2 separate regions of the Macaca mulatta genome follow, and region 1 is linked to region 2. The links are chromatin contacts, called in public Hi-C maps. All regions are on one chromosome and are shown on one strand. The core of a region is the stretch at or near the end of the contact, and the rest is flanking DNA. Distances in the headings are between cores, read along the strand shown. Region 1 holds the start of GPR61 (G protein-coupled receptor 61). Region 2 holds the start of GSTM3 (glutathione S-transferase mu 3).

Region 1 (7,607 bases), core at 2,409-4,908, 210 kb before region 2:
CTGGCCCCCAGACGGTGGGCAGGGTGAGGCGGGTGCCTGGAAAGCAGGCATGGCTGGTACTGGTACAGGGGTCTCCAGGCAGCCAGGAACTGAGCTGTGGTGGGGAGGTCCCAGCTGTGAGCCTGCTGTCTGGGTGGCAGGGGTGAGGGGGTTGGGTGCCTATGTGGATGGAGGTGGATGCCAAGAGGACACAATGCCAGCAGCTTGGCGGGGGAGGCCTGGCTAGGGAGTAGGCGGCTGACAGGCAGTCTATGTTGTGGGATCTCAGGGACATCCCTGGTCGATGCTGGAATCCCAGCATTCTGCTTCTTCTCTTTGTTCCCTGTTAAATTGTTAATATTCCTGGGAGAGAGAACACGTTAAGCTGCTATCAGTGCAAATGGATTTATCAACCTCTTTCCTGAGAGCAGATTCTGACACAAGGCAGAGAAGGAGGGTAGTGGGTGCCACTGAGCAGGTGAGGGGCTCTAGGGAGGGGGCAGTGGCAACCTAAGAAGCCTTCAATGTTTATTGAAGAAGTGGATGGATGACTGAAAGATGAACTTGGTTGGCTTCCAGGTCTCATCCTGGGGCAGAAAAGGGTGGACGGGCAGACACGACCCTGTCACGAGGTGCTGGTGGGCAAGGGTTGGGTAGGACTGTACCAGAAAGCAAGTCTAGGATGGAAAGATCAGTCCTCAGCACCAAGGGCCCTGCCACGATACCAACAGGAGGGGTGCCACTGTCGGGAACAGGGCCTGGTCCCCGTCCTGTAACAGGATTCCCTTCCTGGGTATGTGCACAGCATAGTGAGCCATGGATTTCTTATGTGGTTTGGGGGATCACACCCAGTTTCCCCATCTTGGTCTTCTTGCCCCCTCCATTGTGCTAAGCTTTACTAAAAGGAGGGACTGGCAGGTGAAGTTGGGGGTGTGCTGTCAGTAGCTACTCCACACCCTGACTGAGATCATTTAATGAGATACAGCATAAGAAGTGCCTCCCAGAGTGGGCTTTCAAGAACTAGTAGCATCATCATCATCATTATTATTATTATTATTATTTATTATTACTATTATTTTGAGACAGAATCTCACTCTTGTTGCCAGGCTGGAGTGCAATGGCGCAATCTCAGCTCACTACAACCTCCATCTCCCAGGTTCAAGTGATTCTCTTGCCTCAGCCTCCTGAGTAGCTGAGATTACAGGCATGTGCCACCACGCCTGGCTACTTTTTATATTTTTGGTAGAGATGGGGTTTCGCTATGTTGGCCAGGCTGGTCTTGATCTCCTGACCTCGTGATCCACCTACCTCAGCCTCCCAAAGTGCTGGAATTACAGGCGTGAGCCACTGTGCCCAGCCAGCATGACCATTATTATTATTTATTATTTGCCCACAGGCTAGGATAAGCAGTTCCCCACTCCGACCTCCTGAGCCAAGATGGTTCCAACAGCTGGAACATGCTCCCTCTTTGGTACCACCTTTCCCAGTAGCTCTCTGGGAGGGGCTTCAGGACACGGAGGCCTTGCCTGCTGTCCACAACACGAGCTGTGATTACCTGTACTAGCTCCCTGAAGCCGGAGAGGCAGGCTATGTTTGTTTTGCAGGCTCCCTATCACTATTAGATAAGTTTGGAAGTGAAGAATTTTGCCCATTTCCACAGACAGCCAACTCACAGGCCAAGGTCTTACCACCAACCAATAGAATGGCGCCAAACTGGAACGAAGATTTATCTGACTCCAGTCTAGCGCTCTTTCTAAAATCCTGTTCCAATGGGTCCAGGTCTGCTCTGGTTCTTATTGAACCCCTTGGAAGGGGCCGTGCCAGTCTGGGCTGGGGCCCTGCAGGAAGAATGTGGGTGCTGAGCAGGGACAGGCTTTACCTAATCCCAGACAATCTGCTTGATGCCAAATTAATCTTGCCAACACAACAGCACAGGGCTTCATAAAAATCACTTTGCTGTCTACAGGTTTTCAATTTGGTATTTCCATTTGAATTTCTTGTACTCAGGTATACCTAGTTTTGAGGTCTGTTTTAGGCTTTCTGGAAGGCAGTGACTACTTCTATGAAGATAGCTTTTAGGGCTGTAGTCTACAGTCTTGTGTCAGGCCACTGAAGAGGGCATGGAGCCAAGGGAGAAGGAGGAGGAAATACTTGGACTTCAAACAGATCTGGGTTCAAATATCAGCTCTGGCACTTATTAGCCGTGTGATCTGGGGAAAGTCACTTCTCCTCTGGCACCTGGTTCCTCACTTATAAAATAGGGCAAGTCATGGCTGCCTCATAGATTGGTGTGAGAATTGAACAAACTGTATGTAAAGGGCCTGGCACTTATAAGAGCTCAAAAAGTGGTGGCTGGTGACAGCGGCACTTGCTGCATCGGCTCTTGGTTGGTCAGTGGCCTCTTTGTTGTTGACCTGGGGCAGCCAACTTATCCCAGTGAGGTCCTTGGGTAACTCATTGTTCTTATGGCTCTTTGGGTTGGGCCTGGTAAACAATTCCAGAATTCCCTTTTTCCTTCTTAGAGGCAGAAGGAGTCCCTAGATAGGCAAGTCTGAGGGAAGAAGGCTCTGGAGTAGGGTATCATGCCTGAATTCCCTGTTTAGGCTCATGGCTCTGCCACGTGGAGCTATGTGGCCTTCAGCAATCTCTTTATCTCTCTGGGTCTCAGAAACATGGATACCTTGGCCTGTAGGACGTCTTACAGCTTTACAATGTTAGGACTCTATCCTTGGGTATCAGTCATGTACCCGGGGAAATGATCATTTTCTTCATAGCTAGAGGGAAGCCATGCCCCTTCATTGCGTCTCTAAAGGCCCATCATGCCACAGATGGGCGATGCTCAGTGGCTGATGCTCCCGAGCTCTCTCCAGTCCTACAAATCCAGATCAGTGTGAGCACTCCTGAGTCCCTGGCTCCCACTCTGTCTCCTTCAGGAAGCAGTGTTGTGTGGTTCCCATGGTGGCTCGGGGGGAGGTTAGATCCTCCCGCCCCCTCCCTGCCAATCTCCGTCAGCCCTCACAGCCCCACTCCCAATAAACATACAGTCTAAGCAAATAATAACAATTTGCTTTTTGGTGGCAAGGACAGGTTTAAGACAAAGCCTTCAGCTGCCCTTCAAACCTGAGTGCTGCTCCTAAACCTGTCCCCCATATGCATTAGGCAGCTTCCAAAGGAACCAAACTTTGGACCATCCCTTGGAGCCTCAGTCCCCTCCCTGGCCTAAGCCTTGGGGCCCTGGGTCTGCGCTGACCTGATGCATCAGTACCTTGGTTCTGATGTCACACAGAACCATGCATCTCTCCTATCTTCTTTTTGAACCACTAAGAAATCAAGGCCAAAATGTAACTTGCCCAAGGTCACACAGCTAGTAAGTGCCATAGCCAGGCCTTAAACCTGGATTTTCTGACTCCATGTACTTTTTTTTTTACTTCATCAGGCTGGTCAGGAAGGTCTCCTCTACCTATCATTACCTGGTCCCACGAAACTTTTGAGATGCAATCCAGCAGCCTGGAGAAGTGAGAGGAGTTGAGCTCACTGCCCGGCACCTTGCCTGGGACATTGGTGCCCATCTTTTTGCTCCAGAAGTGACTCTGAGGGGCTGGGTGAGAAGCAGGAGGCCATTAGGACCCAGAGGCTCTCGGAGCACTCTGCTTTGCCGGCTGCCTCTCACCGCTCACTGCAGTGCTTCAGGCTTCAGCAGCTTTGGAGAAGCATCAGCTGAGAGGAGCTATCACATGGGAGCCGGGACTGCTCAGCAAAGGTAGGAGTTGCCGACTAGGCCAGGAATGGGGGCCAGACCCAGGGCCTGGTGGTGAGTGCCAAGGTATCCCCATAGAAGGGTGGCTTTCCAAGGACCAGCCCTGCCTACCTTCTGGTGAGCAGTTTGATCAGGAGATGGGCTCTCAGGTATCCCAAAGGCGGTATTGGGGTGTGGGCATCTCTGAAGCCCAGAGCTGGGGGGTTGATCATCTCCTGCCGGCAGGAGTACCCACATCCTGCAGACAAACAGCATTCCCGGTCTGTCTTGCTCCATGTCATGGAGATGGGTCTCCCACATTCTAGGAATGGGCCCTTCAGCATCCAGGCTGATGGGCAACTGTGTCCTGGGCGTGGGCAACTCTGCTGAGGAGAGGTTTTGTAGCTCCCCGGAAATCTTCCCTAGCTTAGGAGGGGCATGCTCTTGTCGGAAGGAAGGCTAGGCTCAGGTCTTTGGGATGGAAGCTCTGGATCTGGAAAACAGGTGCATGTGAATCCCAATACCTCTGTGGCCTTGGGCTGGGCACTTATGCACATCTTGCATCCTGTAACTTGACCATGCCCCTGCTAGAGGCCCAGATCTCAGGCCCTAGTGGCACAGCCTTCTAGATACTGAAGGTCCTGGAGGTAAGAGGGGTGTTGTTGGAAGGAAGTAGTGGGGGAAGGAAAGCATCTGTTGGGGGAGTAGGCATAATGATATGACCTGGGAGAAGAGTAAGGAACCCTGGTTTCACCTATGAAACTGCTACACCACAGCCCTCCCCTCCATAGCCCCCGTCCATTAGTGAGGGAGTGCCAAGTAGCCAGATACACTGATCTGTCTGTTAAGAGAAAAACTGGAGTCCTGGCATTTAGGAGTCATTGTGGAGACACTGGCAAGCTTGAGGGGGCTATGAAAAAGAGCAATGTCCAATGCCTTCGTGCTCAGGGCTCCATCATGGCTGCATGGCATCCCTCCAGCTCCACGTGGAAACCACATCTGCTTCCCTCCGTCTGGGACTCTTGATGTCCATCCAGACATGGTGGGTCTCTCCTCCTTCAGCCACCAGGGAGGGACTCTGAACCACGTCGTCTGGGCTTCCCTCATAGGCAGAAGGGATAGGTAAATTGCAGCATGGAGAGTAAGGAGGAAGGATGCTTCTCCTAGCATTTCTTTCAGGCATTTTTCCTGGTAGACTCTTATGAGAAGCTGATATCTCACTTTTTGCCCACTCTTCATCTTCTCTGCAGACCCTAAATCTCTGTGGGCATGTTAACTGTGAAATGAGCTTTCTGTATCCCTAGAGAGAGGCACGTCTCTAGGCAGTTGCCCAAAGTTAGGGCTTCCTCAAGTCCAGGAACCCCGGCTACCCTTTCCACAAGAGAGTCCCTTGGCTGGCACACAGCTGGCTGACTGAGTGTTCTTGGAGTTTGTCCTAGGGGGCAGGGATTCAACTATCAATTTGAGTTTGATTCAATTCACAAAATTGTATCCAGCATCTATTGCAGGCATAGCATGTTAGAAGTTGGATCGGTGTAAGGTTTGTGGAAACACCAAAAACCAAAGGTGACTGTAAGGCTGTAACTGTGGAGGAGGGTGAGGCCCATCTTGCCATGTGGTCCTCTTTATTGCAGCCATAGAAATGATGGGTTTTTAAACTGAGCAACCTCAGTGCCTCCTCCCTACTTTTTGTTCCGTGACTGCAGTAATAGTCTAGAACTAAGGGGGTTCTTGGTCAGGGATCCTCCAAGGGTCAGCTCTAGAGACCAGAGATTTGGGAATCTGCGGAGCCAGAAGTTGGCAGCAGCTCCTTTCCCACAAGAGGGACACAGTGGCCTTGAAGAGTTCATGAGTGGGTGGAGGAGGGCAGCTTGAAAGCGACTTCTGGCTTTGGGAGCAGTGGAGGCTGGATGAACTGGCTTCCCAGTTTCCTTCCAGCCGGGACATTTTATTTTCACTGCTCCTTCTCAACATTCCCAAAGTGGCAGCTCTTTGTGCTGGGAGTAGTGATGTCAAAAGAGCCTAAAGCACAGCTCCCCTTCTCAGGTGATAGCCCCAGAGCAGCAAGAGACATTTTTAGAGACAGCTGAAATTCAACAACTATTTACTGGATGCCTATTATAGTCCAGCCGGCATGGAGGGCACCTTCACATATGGCATGGCACAGTGAGCAAGAGTACTGGCCCTGGGGCCAGACTGCCCAGGTAGGTGCCCAGCCCTTGCTGCTTACTAGCTGTGTGACCTTGGGTAAGTTACTTAACCTCTCTAGACCTCAGTTTCACCCCTTGCAAAATGGAGATAAAAATAATATCTACCTCATAGGGTTGTGTGAGGAATAAAATGAGTTAATATAGGTAGAGTGCTGAGAACAGGGCCTGGCATGTGGAAAATGCCGTATTAATGCTACTGCTTGTCATTAATATTATTATTAAAAAATCACGCAGGATCCAGAAACACAGTTGTGAAGCAAGTCTTCTTCCTTTCATTTTACAGATGGATTTATGAGGAAACTGAACTTCAGAAGATTCACAGAGTTAGTAATGCCCAGAACTGGGACTAGAAACTAAATTTTGTGCTCCTTCTACTCCCCAGCAGCTCCTGCCATTCTGAGGAGACAAGAAATCAGGAAATTTACATAAGGAACCCTAAAACTGAGGCACCATCCCAGAAATCAGCAGGACCCTGGGAAGGAGAGACAGAGGATTTAGAATCCCCGGCTAACAGTTCTGGAAAGGGTAGAAGGGTATGGAGAATGAGAATGGCAGAAAGGAAATGGAAAAGGAAGAGGTGAAGGCCATTCCGAAGGCGAAGTGTTGAGTGGGTCAGGCTCCTGTACCTCTCACGTCTCCTGCTTCTTAGCAGTCACCAAGGCAGATCCTGGAGCTACCTCTGGCCGGAAAGGGGATATGAGCTTCTAATCCTTCAGCTGCCTGGCCTGGCGCTCTGTACGCAGACAAACCTGCCCAAGAGGCTCCAGTGGGAGGCGCCCCCTACAAAACCGGGAAGCCTGGGCCTGGGCTCGCCATCCCAGGGTCACTGGACTAGGATGGGGGATGGGCCTGTGACAGGAGGTACCCTGGGTGTCCTCTTTCGGCCCCATGGAGTCCTCACCCATCCCCCAGTCATCAGGGAACTCTTCAACTTTGGGGAGGGTCCCTCAAACCCCAGGTCCCTCTACTGCCAGTGGGGTCCCGGAGGTGGGGCTGCGGGATGTCGCTTCGGAATCTGTGGCCCTCTTCTTCATGCTCCTGCTGGACTTGACTGCTGTGGCTGGCAATGCCGCTGTGATGGCCGTGATTGCCAAGACGCCTGCCCTCCGAAAATTTGTCTTTGTCTTCCACCTCTGCCTGGTGGACCTGCTGGCTGCCCTGACCCTCATGCCCCTGGCCATGCTCTCCAGCTCCGCCCTCTTTGACCACGCCCTCTTTGGGGAGGTGGCCTGCCGCCTCTACTTGTTCCTGAGCGTGTGCTTTGTCAGCCTGGCCATCCTCTCAGTGTCGGCCATCAATGTGGAGCGCTACTATTACGTGGTCCACCCCATGCGCTACGAGGTGCGCATGACGCTGGGGCTGGTAGCCTCTGTGCTGGTGGGTGTGTGGGTGAAGGCCTTGGCTATGGCTTCTGTGCCAGTGTTGGGAAGGGTCACCTGGGAGGAAGGAGCTCCCAGTGTCCCCCCAGGCTGTTCACTCCAATGGAGCCACAGTGCCTACTGCCAGCTTTTTGTGGTGGTCTTTGCTGTCCTTTACTTCCTGCTGCCCCTGCTCCTTATCCTTGTGGTCTACTGCAGCATGTTCCGAGTGGCCCGCGTGGCTGCCATGCAGCACGGGCCGCTGCCCACGTGGATGGAGACACCCCGGCAACGCTCTGAATCTCTCAGCAGCCGCTCCACGAT
Region 2 (7,329 bases), core at 2,201-4,700:
TGTTGCAGTGATTCAATTCATATCTTGATGATTCTCCACATATTCTTTTTCCCTTTTAGCCTTTATACCCAAGAGAAATTCAGCTGGACACCAGTAACCTAAATGCTATTTATTGAAAAGAGCAAAGAAAGAGTGCTGACCCCTTAGGGACAGGATGAAACAAAACAAGCTCTGCAAGTCTACCTCCTGCTCAGCATACAGGCTTGTTGCCCCACTGGGCCATCTTGTTGTTGATGGGCATCTTGAAGAACTGATCAGACTGTATATAGGCAGCGATTTTCTCCAAAGCCTGAAAGGAAAATACACCAAATCTTATAAAGACCCCAATCCAGTCCAACAGATGCATACCAAAACAGCAACCTTCACATGTTGCCTATGTCTACCTCCTCCACTTTTTGTAGACAGTGCCTTCAAGGTGTAGAAGTCAGGCTTTTCCCAAGACTTAAAGGTCTAGAGGTGTCCAACCATTGATCCCTTTAGGCAAAAGCCAGGCAAGAATCCACCACAACGGGATCCTACAGGGCCCAGGGAAGCCTGTGAGTGTTTTTATAAGAGAAAGGTGCAGGAAACATCACCTCAAAACGGCACATAAAAGCCTTCAGGTTTGGGAACTCATCCAGGCACTTGGGCTCAAATATACGGTTCTGATCCAAGATATCATAGGTGAGAAAATCCACAAAGGTGAGCTAGAAGAAAAGCAATAAGATGCTTGGATCTGAGGAGTAGTAGCCTGCAGAGATAGAAGGTATGCTCTTCTTTTCCCTTCTTCCTACCTTTTCCCCTGCAAACCATGAGAATTTCCCCAGAAACACGGAGAATTGTTTCAGTTGTCCAGGTAGCTCTTCCAAGTACTGAGGCTTCAGTTTTTCCTAAGAGGAAAAAACAGAATGAGAATAGTGGTGATCACTTTTGTAGTTAATCAGGGCACAGGCCAGTGATGGACATTTAGTAGCCCCTTCTCTAGGTGGCTTCTCATTGCCTTCACTTGAGGATGGCAGGGTGGGAAGGAGGAGTTTGGAAAGAAGAGGCACCAGAACCGGAATTACATGACAAAACAAACCAAAAATTATAAGTTCTGTTTCTTATTCTAATAATCTGGGTTGGTGGGAAGGTAGCAGCAGCAGAATGAAACAGAGATAACCCTTGGGTTCCTAAATACCCCTTTTTCTGATACTCCATTCAGCAGATGTGTGCTAAAGAAACTCACGTGATCAGAGCTGTAACACAGCCTTATCAGTTGTGTGCGGAAATCCATCACTTGGTTCTCTATGATGTCCACTCGAATCTTTTCTTCCTCAGTCTCACCACCTGTAGGCCAAATGATAACAAATCACCCTTGGCATTGTCTACTCTCAGACAAACTACCAGCCTGGGGTCCCTCCCCAGCCCTACCCTACTCACACATGTTGTGCTTGCGAGCGATGTAGCGCAAGATGGCATTGCTCTGGGTGATCTTGTTCTTCCCATCCATGAGGTAGGGCAGCTGAAAGGAAAAGGACAGGCCAGATGAACAACCTACCTCTCTCTTGATTCCCTACCTCTCTCTCCTGGGGAAAAGAATACTTGCAGGGCAGTGAACAAGAAAGAGAAGATGCTGCATTAGGAGAAAAAAGAAAATAAGTAGAAGGCAGCAACTGGGTCCACGAGATTCTAGACAGGGGTTCTTAAATCAGTGTGTGTATGTGTGGGTGTATGTGCATGCCATGGACCTTTTCTCAGAATAAAGTTGTTAAAAGCATGAAGCAAAATAGATTATTTACACAACCAAAAAATATTTTAAAAAATTCAAATAGCGTAATATGCCTATTAATGCATTAAATAGTAAGCAGATGTAATGACTAACATAGTCTCAAAGTAAATAACATATGTATATATTTATTTACACGTATATAAATATCACTTAAAATATCTGCAATGCATTTAATAGAATATAAAACTACCTGATTTCAGGCTGGGCACAGTGGCTCACGCCTATAATCCCAACACTTTGGAAGGCCAAGGTGGGAGGATTGTTTGAGCCCAGGAGTTCAGGATCGGCCTGGGTAACATGGCAAAACCCCATCTCTAACAAAAATACGAAAATTAGCTGGGCATGGTGGCCTGTGCCTGTAGTCCCAGCTCCTTGGGAGGCTGAGGTGGGAGGACTGCTTGAGCCTGGGAGGTTGAGGCTGCAGTGAGCTGCGATTGTGCCACTGCACTCCAGCCTAAGCAACAGAGACCCTGTCTCAAAACAAAAGAACAAAAAACACACAAAAAAGAAAATACCTGATTTCTACTAGTGACAAAGTGACAGACATGGCTAATAACCAATGTCACTTATTGTCTCTCTTCACAATAAAAGGAAATCACTGTTGCTAGTGGTTAATGGGAATGAAAATACATATCCATCCAGTTGAAGGACCCCTGAATTCTATTTATTCTATCCAGGTTAAGATCCCCTATTTTGCATCCTTCTGTACCAGGCAGGAAAGAGGCAAGGATGGATACACTTGAAGGCTTTCCCTTCTGCCCGCCACCTCTACTAAAGCCACTTACATTAGGAAAGTCCAGGTCCAGCTTGAATTTCACATCCAGCCATTGGCTTCGATCATAGTCAGGAGCTGTAAGAGACAGAATTAAGTGGGACCCAACCTCCTTAATACCTCACCTGACAAGAGCGAAAGATCTAAAGAAATGACTTGGTCCCAATACCTCAAATTCCCGGGCCCCAAACGCATAACCATTGAGCCTCTGAGCCCTATTTGGTTAAGCATTAAGATGCGGTTGGGCTATGTTAAAGAGAGAACTCCGAGTTCCAGATAAAGGATGTGTCGCTATCCATCCAGACTGGGGCAGACGTCCCACCCGGCCTTGGCGCGATGCCACCACCCTCTGGGCCTAAGAAGACCTGGGCAGGTGGAGGGCCAGCTTGGCTACAAGGGCACGCAGAGCGGCATTACCTTCCCCACACGTGTATCGTTTCTCCTCATAGGAGGTATCCGTGAACTCCAGGAGCAGGCGGATGGCGTGCGCCAGCTGGGGGAAACAGCGGTTCAGCGACTGCGCAGCTCCCACCCATTCCCAACGCCCGCCCGCTAACGTCCCCGGCTCCGGGGCTGCCGAGCCCCTGCATCCTGCCGGGGCGGTGGTTAAGCTGCCCCCCAAGCCCGGCCCCGGCGTGGTCTCCTCGGCCCCTCCCCACAGGGCCCGCCATCCCAGAGGCTGGGCAGGGGTCGACGTCTGTGGCTCGGCAGCTCGAAAATGCTCCCGCGTAGAGCTGCTCCTACTGGAGACCGCGAACCCAGAGACCCGCCGTCTCCGCGTCAGTCTCTTTGACCGAGCGGCTCTACCGTTGAGACGGCACTCACCCCACGAATATCCCAGTACCCCAAAACCATAGACGACTCGCACGACATGGTGAAAGATTTCCGAGCCTTGGCGGACTGGAGAAACCGTGAGCGGGAGGGGCTTTATACCCGACATAAGGGGGCGGGGCCCACGCGCTGGCGTCCTGACTCCGCCTCCGCCCCGTTCTCGGTCCCCTCCCTCCGCGGCTCCACAGGGCCGTGCGCAGGCGCGACTTCTGTCGGGGTTGGGGTTCAGGGCCTCGCAAGCCGAGGCGGGACACGGGCGGGAGCGCTGCAGGCGAGCAAGCGGACCGGAGGTTGAGGCTCCTCCCTTCCCCACGGGTGGGAGCCAGACTTCATTCATTAATGGTGTCAGTGAAGACGCGAAAAGCAACACTAGCCAGGCAGTTGGGACCCTAGTTACCCAGGGAGAGCGAGATTCGCGCCGTTTTTACCGAGCCAGCCGGGGCTGGAATGTGGGATAGGGAGACTGGGGCAAGGCAGGAGAGTCGGACCAGCCTCTGACCACACAGAGCAGAGGATTCCCCACAGACCAAGCTCCCCTCTCTGTCAGTCAAGGACCTCTGCAACCTGACCCCAACGTGCTTTTCCAGTCCTATCTCGCCGTCAGCCCGTCACAACTTCATAAGCCAGCCCAACCCAAAAATGCTTGCTGTTCCTTCTACACACACTTGCATTTCCCGCCTTGGAGTGTTTGCCCTGTGATCCTCCTGCCTGCAGCCTAATATCCACAGCCTATCCTTCCTCAGCAGCCTTGCTCAAATGTCTGCCTTTTCCTTGAAGTCTTCTCAGAACCAACCTCTATGCTGGCCAGAAGAGGTCTCTTATCTTGAATGTTTCCTCCCTTTGTTTCATGGGCTTAAGTAGTTTATGGTTTCCTTATTATAATTTCCTCCTTCTCCAACCCCTCCCACTTCCTAATGCTCACGCATTTAGGGAAATTAATCTTGCCCCTTTGTGTAGCATGGACTGGAGGAAGAAAGGTACTACCATTTTTCATTCACTCATTCATCTGTCCAACAATGTTTAACATGCCCGTTATGGACAGGCACTCTTTTAGGTACTGGGGATACAGAATTGAACTCAACAGACAAAATCCCTGCCCTCAGGAAGTTTACATTCTAATGGGGAATAAATAAACTAATATATAGTAAATATCTAGTAAGTCCGATGGTGATACACATCCTATAGAGAGAAATAAAATCGAGAAGAGGGGGGTCTCAGGGTGGGAATTGGGGGAGTCCTAGCAGGAAGGGGATTTGTGTTTTTAAAGGATATGTTCATAGAAGGCCTCATGAAGAAGTTAATCTTTAAACAAAGACCTGAAGGAGGTGAGAGATCAAGCCACTCTGCTGTAGGGGCCACCATGGGCTGATATAAATATAAAACAGAATAATTGCTGTTCGTTTTACAAGCATGTTTGCTCTGCTCCTGCCTGCACCCTAATGTCCACGGCCTACCCTTCCTCAAGTAGCCTTGCTCAAAAGCTCACCTATTCCTTGAAGCCTTCTCAGAATCACCCTCTATCCTGGCCAGAAGAGCTCTCTCCATCTCTTATCTTGAATCACTTCCTACCTGCAGGAGGCAGGGAGAACTCCAGGAAAAGGGAAACACCAAGTACAGGAGTGATCACTCTGTAGATTGCGTTTGAAACCAGAGACTAAATGAGATCACCATGGGAGCGCGAGTAGCAGAGATGAGGTCTAAGGGTTTGAGGTGCTCTGGCATATCAACATGTAAAGATTAGGGAAAAATGAGAGCGAACCAGCAAAGTAGTCTGAAAAGGAATCGCCAGGGAGGTAGGAGGAAAACAAAGGGCCTCGGAAGCCAAGTGAAGATGTTTAAAGGGAGAAGTGATCAACTGTGTCAAGTGTGGCTGATCAAGTAAGATGAAGATGGAGAATCAATGGTTGAATTTAGGAAAGTAGGGGTTTTGACCTTGACAGAGCAAGAGACCTGCAGGAGGCCCCTATAGTCATGGGAAGAACTAAGCTTCTGAATTTCAGCAGGGCCCATGCAAATGAAACGGGGCACAGATTTGCAGCAGGGTCAACTCGGGAGAGATAGGGTTCTAGTTGACTGTGGAGGAGTGACAGAGGAAGGAGTCCTGAGCAGCTCTGAGGGTTCTGGCCAGGCCTCCACAGCATAGCCCTCAGGGCACTCTGAGCTCCTAGATCCCCTAGCTTGGGTGTGGGAAATCACATTTGCCCATCAGTTCAACTGAAGCAAGGTTGGGACTTTTAAAAAGGGCATTTTGCTAAACAGAAGAAAGGAAAAGAGTACAAACCACAGGGACAGGTGAAATTTATAATGCCTGTGTCTCTCATTCCCAAGAAAGCAAAAGGCCAGTCACAAATTCACCTGAGGTTTAAGATTAGCGTTTATTGAGTACCTATCATATGCCAGGCAATATCTAAGTGTTTACGTATGTTAGCTAATTTATTCCAATTTAAGCTGCACAACAACTTTAGGAAGTAGGTGTTACGCCCATTTTCTAGAAGAAACTTTCTGGAGCGGTTAGGGGAGTTGCTCCTCTAAGCTTGAGGTCCCACAGATGGTCTGGGATTCAAACCTAGATCTGTCTAATAACACAGTTGGTGCTAGTTTCCCTGCACTTGGCCATCTAAACAGCCTCTTGCTGCAAGGCAGTCTTCTTGGGAAGTCTGGGGAACACCAGGTGAAAACACTTTTTTCTGGTCATGAACAGTTTCCCTGCTTCTAGGCTCCTTTAGCTCTGGGAGGCAATGGAGGGTGATGGGTTAATACCTCCTCCCTCATCCCAAGAAATTAACTTTTCTGGGTAACTTTTGCCCTTGACAAGTCACACCCAAAGGGTCTCACCTTTTCTCTCTTTTGTGAGGGAAAATTGTTGCTTTCCTATTCTGTTAACAGCTATGAGAGATGATTTTCTGAGGCCAGGAACATTTTCTGAGGCCAGGAACTTAAGGGAATGACATAGGCAGTCTAAAAATAGGGCAGTCTGGGGCCCAGACAATGTTAGGGTCATGGACAAATTCAGCTAAGAGAGATTTAAGGGAACATCTTAAGAACCCTCAAATCCATAAGTACATTGGGCCTTATCTGTTGACTAAATTAATACAAATATAGCTACTGGTATGTAGAGAGGGGACTCCTTTGAAATTAAAGAAAGCTACTTTTACTAAAAGATATACAAAGCTATGGACAGTCCAGATTCTTTGCTTAACCCTTGAGAAAACAGGGTCCCAAAGAGTGGAATGACTTGCTGGAGTTCACCCAGCCAGCTGGTGCAACTGACCAAAGCCCACAGCTGTCGATCCTTGTGCTCTTTGCTACTGTGAAGTGGTGTGCCTGCAGCTGTGCTGGGTGCCTTGGAATATACTGAGAGACGCGTGTGCGAAAAAGATGGTGAGCATAGCTTTATTTTGGAGTTTGTTTGGAAAGAGAGTCAGGAGAGCTTGGACCATGATTCTCAAATTCTGATTCCCAGCTCCAGGTTGCTGTGTGAATGTCCACTCACATTCAAACAATCTGGCTCAGTGATGGATGTAGGCTTGCTGCTGTTTTCATGCCAAGTGTTCCAGCCCTTCCTGCCTCCCTGCCTTTGGTCTCCCTCAGGCCCAGAAGAAGCCGCGAGGGAGGCACATGACAAGCTTGAAGATGCTTTTATTGAGAAGGAGAGGGACTGAACAGATTCTTGACAAGCCTAGGCAGAAATGCTCCAGGTTTGGGAAAGAGATAAAATAAATAGGTGGTTACTGGGGAGACTCCAACACAGCCAGAATAGGCACGGTTTGCTTCAGCCTCTGGGCCTGTCCATTGTTTTCGCTGTGTGAGCTGGGGCGTGGGGTTTGCTGCAAACTGGGATCCAGAAGAGGAATTCTCGGGGCTCTAATGGGTATCAGATCTGCCATCTTGCATCAGCAGGGCCTGGTTCTTGGAGGTGTCTAAGCTGGTGCCTAAGGGCTTATCTGAGGAAAGAAAAAGATTCAGATGAGGCTGG

What was found. A called contact is a pair of places that touch in the nucleus more often than the background predicts.
Region 1: a Hi-C map of cortical neurons shows a contact between it and region 2, with 2.9 times the contacts expected there. The contact joins the promoter of GPR61 here to the promoter of GSTM3 in region 2. A contact is called at or near these places in 4 of 14 Hi-C or Micro-C datasets (cortical neurons, fetal cortical plate, fibroblasts and 1 more).

Annotation. Positions count from the first base shown.
Region 1 is chr1:130,662,692-130,670,298 of T2T-MMU8v2.0, reverse strand. GPR61 (G protein-coupled receptor 61) reads left to right here and starts at 3,658. Exons shown (of 3, transcript XM_028830637.2): 1 at 3,658-3,739; 2 at 6,308-7,607. The coding sequence starts at 6,814.
Region 2 is chr1:130,450,481-130,457,809 of T2T-MMU8v2.0, reverse strand. It overlaps GSTM3 (glutathione S-transferase mu 3), which reads right to left and starts at 3,450. Exons shown (of 8, transcript NM_001261580.1): 1 at 3,348-3,450; 2 at 2,940-3,015; 3 at 2,536-2,600; 4 at 1,402-1,483; 5 at 1,208-1,308; 6 at 774-869; 7 at 576-686; 8 at 92-289. The coding sequence starts at 3,395. The coding sequence ends at 191. It overlaps EPS8L3 (EPS8 signaling adaptor L3), which reads right to left. Exons shown (of 19, transcript XM_028830591.2): 19 at 6,975-7,297. The coding sequence ends at 7,286.